Linked DNA regions of Mus musculus: region 1 is linked to region 2. The links are chromatin contacts, called in public Micro-C maps. All regions are on one chromosome and are shown on one strand. The core of a region is the stretch at or near the end of the contact, and the rest is flanking DNA. Distances in the headings are between cores, read along the strand shown.

The links. Hi-C and Micro-C count contacts between places; a contact is called where the count stands out from the background.
Region 1: a contact with region 2 is called in a Micro-C map of muscle stem cells, with 2.6 times the contacts expected there. The contact joins two enhancer-like sites. A contact is called at or near these places in 3 of 484 Hi-C or Micro-C datasets (ECoMG-derived neutrophils, bone marrow-derived macrophages and muscle stem cells) and 1 of 115 datasets of contacts at active chromatin or transcription factors (embryonic basal ganglia).

Annotation. Positions count from the first base shown.
Region 1 is chr4:46,965,507-46,968,423 of GRCm38.p6, forward strand. The region is part of intron 1 of Gabbr2 (gamma-aminobutyric acid (GABA) B receptor, 2); the gene reads right to left. Among named protein-coding and RNA genes, the nearest start is that of Gabbr2, 25 kb to the right of the region's middle. Within about 2 kb of position 1,310, at least 1 of the 459 cell types and tissues checked has an H3K27ac peak or open chromatin away from gene starts, as enhancers often do. A contact at or near this core is called in muscle stem cells, where this site is marked.
Region 2 is chr4:46,826,347-46,829,140 of GRCm38.p6, forward strand. All of the region lies in intron 3 of Gabbr2 (gamma-aminobutyric acid (GABA) B receptor, 2), which reads right to left. Among named protein-coding and RNA genes, the nearest start is that of Gm32208, 22 kb to the right of the region's middle. Within about 2 kb of position 1,440, at least 42 of the 459 cell types and tissues checked have an H3K27ac peak or open chromatin away from gene starts, as enhancers often do. A contact at or near this core is called in muscle stem cells, where this site is marked.

The DNA of each region.
Region 1 (2,917 bases), core at 60-2,559, 140 kb after region 2:
ATGGCAGTAGTGTAAACCATTCCTGTGCCAGCTTCAGCTTTAACACAAGCAGCTTGCTCTCAACTTCTGCACTTTATTCTCCCCTCTTCCATTTCTGGTAGATAAACATACAGATGTGACAGAGACACTATTGTGATCACGCCTATGAGGGCAAACTATATGACACAGGGGCTGAGGAACTTGGATCCTTGAAAGACTTTGTGGAGGAGAGATGGCTCATTAGCCAGGATCAGCTAGGTCATTATCTGAGAGAATAAATATATTTGTGGTGTGTATGTGTGTGTGTGTGTGTGTGTGTGTGTGTGTGTGTGTAGGGGGGTCATGTGAGTTCACATACATGTGCATTCACATTTGTAGGCCAGAGGTCAATGATGTGTTTTTCCACTGGAGTCCTCCACCTTGCCTTTCTGAGACAGGGTCTCTCACTGGGACTTAGAGGTCTATCTGATCAGACTGGACTGGATGTCCATTGAACGCCAGGGATCTCTACAGTCTCCACCAAGAAATACAGTTTTAATACATTTAGTTCAGTCACAATCATAGCAGCCACCATGACAGCTTAATTGTAGTGTAAACACACTATTGACAGAAGTTCCACAGAAGGGTTGGGGAGATTTCTAAGTCATTGATATGCTCACTGTACAACCATGAAGACCTAACTTTAGTCTCCAGTTGAACCTAAAGCTATGCACTTGCGATCCTTTCACCGAGTGGGGTGACAAGACGAGCCTTTGATGACCAACCAACCTAGCCAAATCTGTGATCTCCAGATTCAGTAAGAGACGATGTCTCAAAGCAATAAGATGCAGAGCAATGATCTCTGGCCTCCACATGTACACACATGTGCATGCACACACATAAACATACACACAGCCACAGGGACACAAGACCAAACTTATCTAGACAGTTGTGTTTAGACACAAATGTTCACACTCTGACAGGATGAATACAGGGTACAGAGGTGGCTGGGCACTCGGGGAAAACACCTTCCCTTCTGACATAGGGAAAGAGTTCCAGATTGACAGAGTGGTCTTAGAGACAGCCATTCACACTGCATATGTCCCCAGTACTGCCATACCCTGCCTTAGAAACCTATAAACCATCAGACATCCATCTCTAAGGGAATGGGCTTCCCATGTGACCAAGAGGAGTAGAGCTCTATCTGTTCTCAGTGTGCAGATTACTCAAGTCCCCCATCTGTGGTAGCTTCAGATCAGCTGGCCTCATGCCTGCTTCTGTTGGGCCAGACCCAGGCTCTTTACCAGAGAAGAGTGTGCTGGCCAGCCCCAGCAGCTGCAGTCTTGACCCAGACAACAGCTGTGGAAGACAAATCACCTTGCTCATTGGCCTTGTGCTTTTAACAGCTGGAGGGCCTCTTAGACTGGCTCCCTGGGTCTTACAGGGACTTAAACAGGTTGCTAATGTTTCAACATTTTTTCTGTGTTGGTGGTTTTGTCTAATGGTGGTTGGCTATAATCTCAATCTCTTTTGGTATCAAATATATATATATACCAAAACTCTCTAAAACATACTGAAAAGTGGCCCTGCGACACAGGCGCATCACATCCCCTCCCTGCTCCAACTCCTCCAATGCCCTCTACCATATAGTCCTGAGGACCCTACCCACTCTCTGACTTGGCCCTGCTCTCCTCAGCCCCGCAGCCTTCCTTTGTCCTGAGCCCCAGCAAAGCTCTCATTTCCTCTAGCCAGCCTCCCTCCAGCACCATCTCAGAGAGCACTGCAGCCTTCTAGAGGGAAGATTCCACCCCACACCATGACCACACACTCCTGACACTCCTTTACTGCTGGTTCTGGTACAGTTTGAGCTTCCCTAATCCAAACATCCCAAATCTCGAACACACCAAAACCAGAGAATTCAGAACCTGGAGTTAGGGCAACGCCACACAGCCATGGATGCTCCAACAGTGATCGAGACAGACACCACTTTGTTTCCCAATGGTTTGCCATTCAAAACTTGGTTCCATGAACAAAATTGCCTAAAATGTTGTATAAAATTATCCTTAGCATATGTGTATAAAGGATGTAGAAAGCACACATGGAATTCACGTTTAGACTTGGGTCCCTCACAAGTTATCTCATTACATGTAAGTAAATAGTCCAAAACCCAGGAAAACCTAGCACTTTCTGGTTAGCTCTATCTAGGTTAAGATGATGTTAATTTGTGCGTCGATTGTCTCTTGACCACCACAAACACTCTCTGTGGAAAGGTTCTTTGTCTTATTCCCACAAGCCCACCTTGGACTCCTCGCTGCTTACAACATTTGCCGGCACACAGTGGGGTAGATGAAGAAGATCTCTTAAATCAGCAGTGTAGTGACATTAGCAATGCATGAGGACCTACTGATAGAGACCACTCTTTTTTGTTATCATTTTTTGACAGCTCGTCCCTTGGCATCTCGTTCTTACCTTGATCACACTGCTTTTGACTAAACTGCTGTGGACAACCTGTTTCCAGTCAGAACACCTGCTACCCTCCCAGGGGCACCTCCAACCACAGCTCTCTCACATCGCCTTCCACTCCACACACCTACTTAGAGCCCAGGTCTGATCTCCGAATAAACAAATGGAACCTGTGCACGCCAACCAGGCACACCTTTCCTGCACAGTGCATGGCTCCCTCCGCCAGGCAGGCAGCAGCTGGCATAATCACGAGGTTTGTAATGCGCAGCTCTGCAAGGCTGCAATTAGCGCTTGACAAGCTCTTTATGGCCCGCAATTGAAATGTCTGTGGTGTTGTAATTCAGTTCCTCCTTGAGGTGAGCATGCTACTAACCTCATCTAGAAAACGAGATGAAACGCCTCCTCACATTCCTGGCCTAACTAGTGCATGTGGGACCTGATGCTTCTCTGTCACTTGCAAATTCCCACCATGATTTTTCTTCACTGTCCCTGACAC
Region 2 (2,794 bases), core at 190-2,689:
TGTCCAAAGGGGAGTCTAGAGAGGAGTCTATGTCACCTTTGTCCGGGTGATTAGAGGAGGGCCTAAGTAGAAACTCCAGAGCAGTCCAGAGGGAGGCAGAAGAGAGAGTGGAGAAGGCAGACCACCTAGGATAGATGGAAAAGGAAATGGCGGTGGGGTTCCCGGTCACAGACTCAACCTAATGAACTCTCCCTGCAGACTGATGAACTGCACAGGCGTGCCACAGGGGAAGCCCAGGTGGCAAGCAGCCATAAGATGTCCTAGAAATATGGGCAGCTTTAGGACCTGAGGGTGTTTAGGACCAGTGCCTTTAGTGCCCCCATCCCTCTAGTCCCTCACTCATGCCAGGACATTACTTCAGGCCACTGGTGTAGACTTAAAGGCATAGTTATAAGCAATGTGTGGGTAAGTATAATAAGACACAGAGAGGTCAAGACAGCCACCCAAGATCACACAGCTAGAAAACACTGAACTCAGGACCTAACTTTAGTCTGATTTCTTCCTATGGTCCACAATAGCAAGAGAAAGCCAGGTTCCTCTGCAAGGGGCCAGAGCATAAATATTTAGTTTTCACAGGCCTTCTGGGCTCTGTCCCAACTAAGTTCTGCTGTTGTATTACAAGAGAAGCCGTAGGCAACACAAGAAGCAGTGAGTGCGGCTGTGTGCTAATCACTTTTTCTAGACCAGGAGCTGGACTCGCAGATGCCAGTCATGGCTGGCAGAGCCTGCCCTAGAGCCCGTGGTTCTGTGCTCACTGCAGGCTGTGAGGGAGAGGGAACCACACAGACCTGGAGTCCCATGGTTCTACTTGTTGTAGCCCTCTGTCCTGGCCACTCCAGGTGAACAAGAGAATTCTTCTTTAAAAAAAAAAAAAGGTACCTCCACGGCTTACCCCAGGTGGGTTGTAAATTTAAAAGTAAGATCATTCGCGCCAGGTGTGAGGGGCAGTGGTCACTATCAGGGATATGATCAAAGAGAGGATAAGACAGATAACTTCGGGTTCAGTTACTGCAGGGCAAGCCACAGTAATGCCATTGACCTAAACCCAAGAGGTGTGGTCTCTCTGCAGGAACAAGCTAACCTGCACCCTGTGAAACCCCAAAGGGATGCGCAGAAGCCTCTGGTGGGAGAGATCTTTTCACTACTCCCGGGAAGGAGCAGCTGTGGCAGCTTGGTAACTCCCCAGAGAGGGCCAGAGGCAGCTGTTCACAGGCTGGGCACAGCAAATTGTGTGATATGCTGGGTTCTGGGGCAGGCCGCCAAGCCAACCTGGGGCGCCTCTGCACCCCACCCCTCCACCGCCTGCTGCCTTACTGCTGATTCACAAGCAAGGCCAGGATATGCCAGAAGGATCCGAAACGGCTCTCCAGTGAAACACACTGCTGCTGAGAGGGACACATGGGGACCAGGAGGCCGGGAGCAGCTTCTGCTGTTTCCACACGAAGGTCGTGACCTTGGCAGGGCAGGGAGGATGTGGGAAGCTCCATCAATATCACTGGAGGCCTGGATATGGATCAGGTTGCCAGAGCCTGGCAGCCATGTTTGGCGGAAGAATCACTCCTCAGAGGGGATGCTAACTTGGGATTTGAGAGGGAGAGGGGACATGCCCAGAAAAACAACAACAAAACAAAACAAAACAAAAGGCTAAATTATAAAGCCAGATGATGTGATGAGGGCCAGCATAGGGCAAGACATTAAAAGAGGGCCACGGAACAGGAGTCGCCTAAGACGTCTCATCTGCCTGAACACCACTGTGCAAAGCGAGAGGCCGTTTTAACGATGGAAGACAGGATAGCTGAGCACAGATGTCCACCTCCCACCTAAGCTACCCCCTTCTGCAAGTGACAGAAAGGACCCTGCAAGGTAGTTACAAAAATAGGAGAATCTGCTTCAGTGTTGGAAAAAGAGGAGCGAGAAGCATCAACATGCCAGCAATTTTGAGGAATTTCAGAGAGGTACGATGCCAAGGAAACCAGATTGAAGGCTGACTCACAGCCCTGCTTCCTGAGCAGGGGGCACTGTGCTGTGGGGAGGGAGAGTGTACTGGGGCTGGGGGCAGTCACTGACCACATAGCCTACCATGTGCAGCTAGGCACCAGAGGACAGGCTGGGCCACAGCAGGGTGCTGCTCAGGAAGAAAGACGCTGGGCTGCGGCAGGGGGTACGGACCCACTTGGAGGAGCCCCCTTCTCATCACATGGCCCACCTGCCTTCAGCAATGGTTTGGCTATGCTGTCCAATAACAAGCAAGCAGAGCTGTCCAAATCTAGTTTCTCCACGGTGTCATGCCAGACACCACAGGCAAAAGAGCAAGGGCAGAGGCCAAGAGTGACCCTGAACATCTGGAGCAGCTGTTTCCCACCTACAAGGAGAAACCATGAGTAGCTGAGACAGTTCAGCACCATGTGACTCCTTGGCCCTCAGCTCTCTGTCCCTGGCTTTGAGTTTTGTCTTAGACTCAAGTGAAAGTTCAGCAGAGGCAGCTAAAACCATGGAGACCCACGGAAAGTTCATGGATGCCAGGGCGTCCCAGGTCAGGGAGGATTCGGAAGCCATGAGCCGTAAAAACAGACAGTGAACATGAGCAGAGGAAGGGCTTCATCAACGAACAGATTTGCTACCGGAAGTAAAAGGAAACTGTCACATCAGTTCTGTGCTTCACAGATGAAAGCAAACCAGAACTCTAAAATGCTGGAAATGATACAGTGAAAGAAACTGAAATTCAAAGGACCCCAGCAGAGCTGAGAAAATGACGGCAGGAGATGAATTAAATTACTGAATCTGAGAGTTAAAG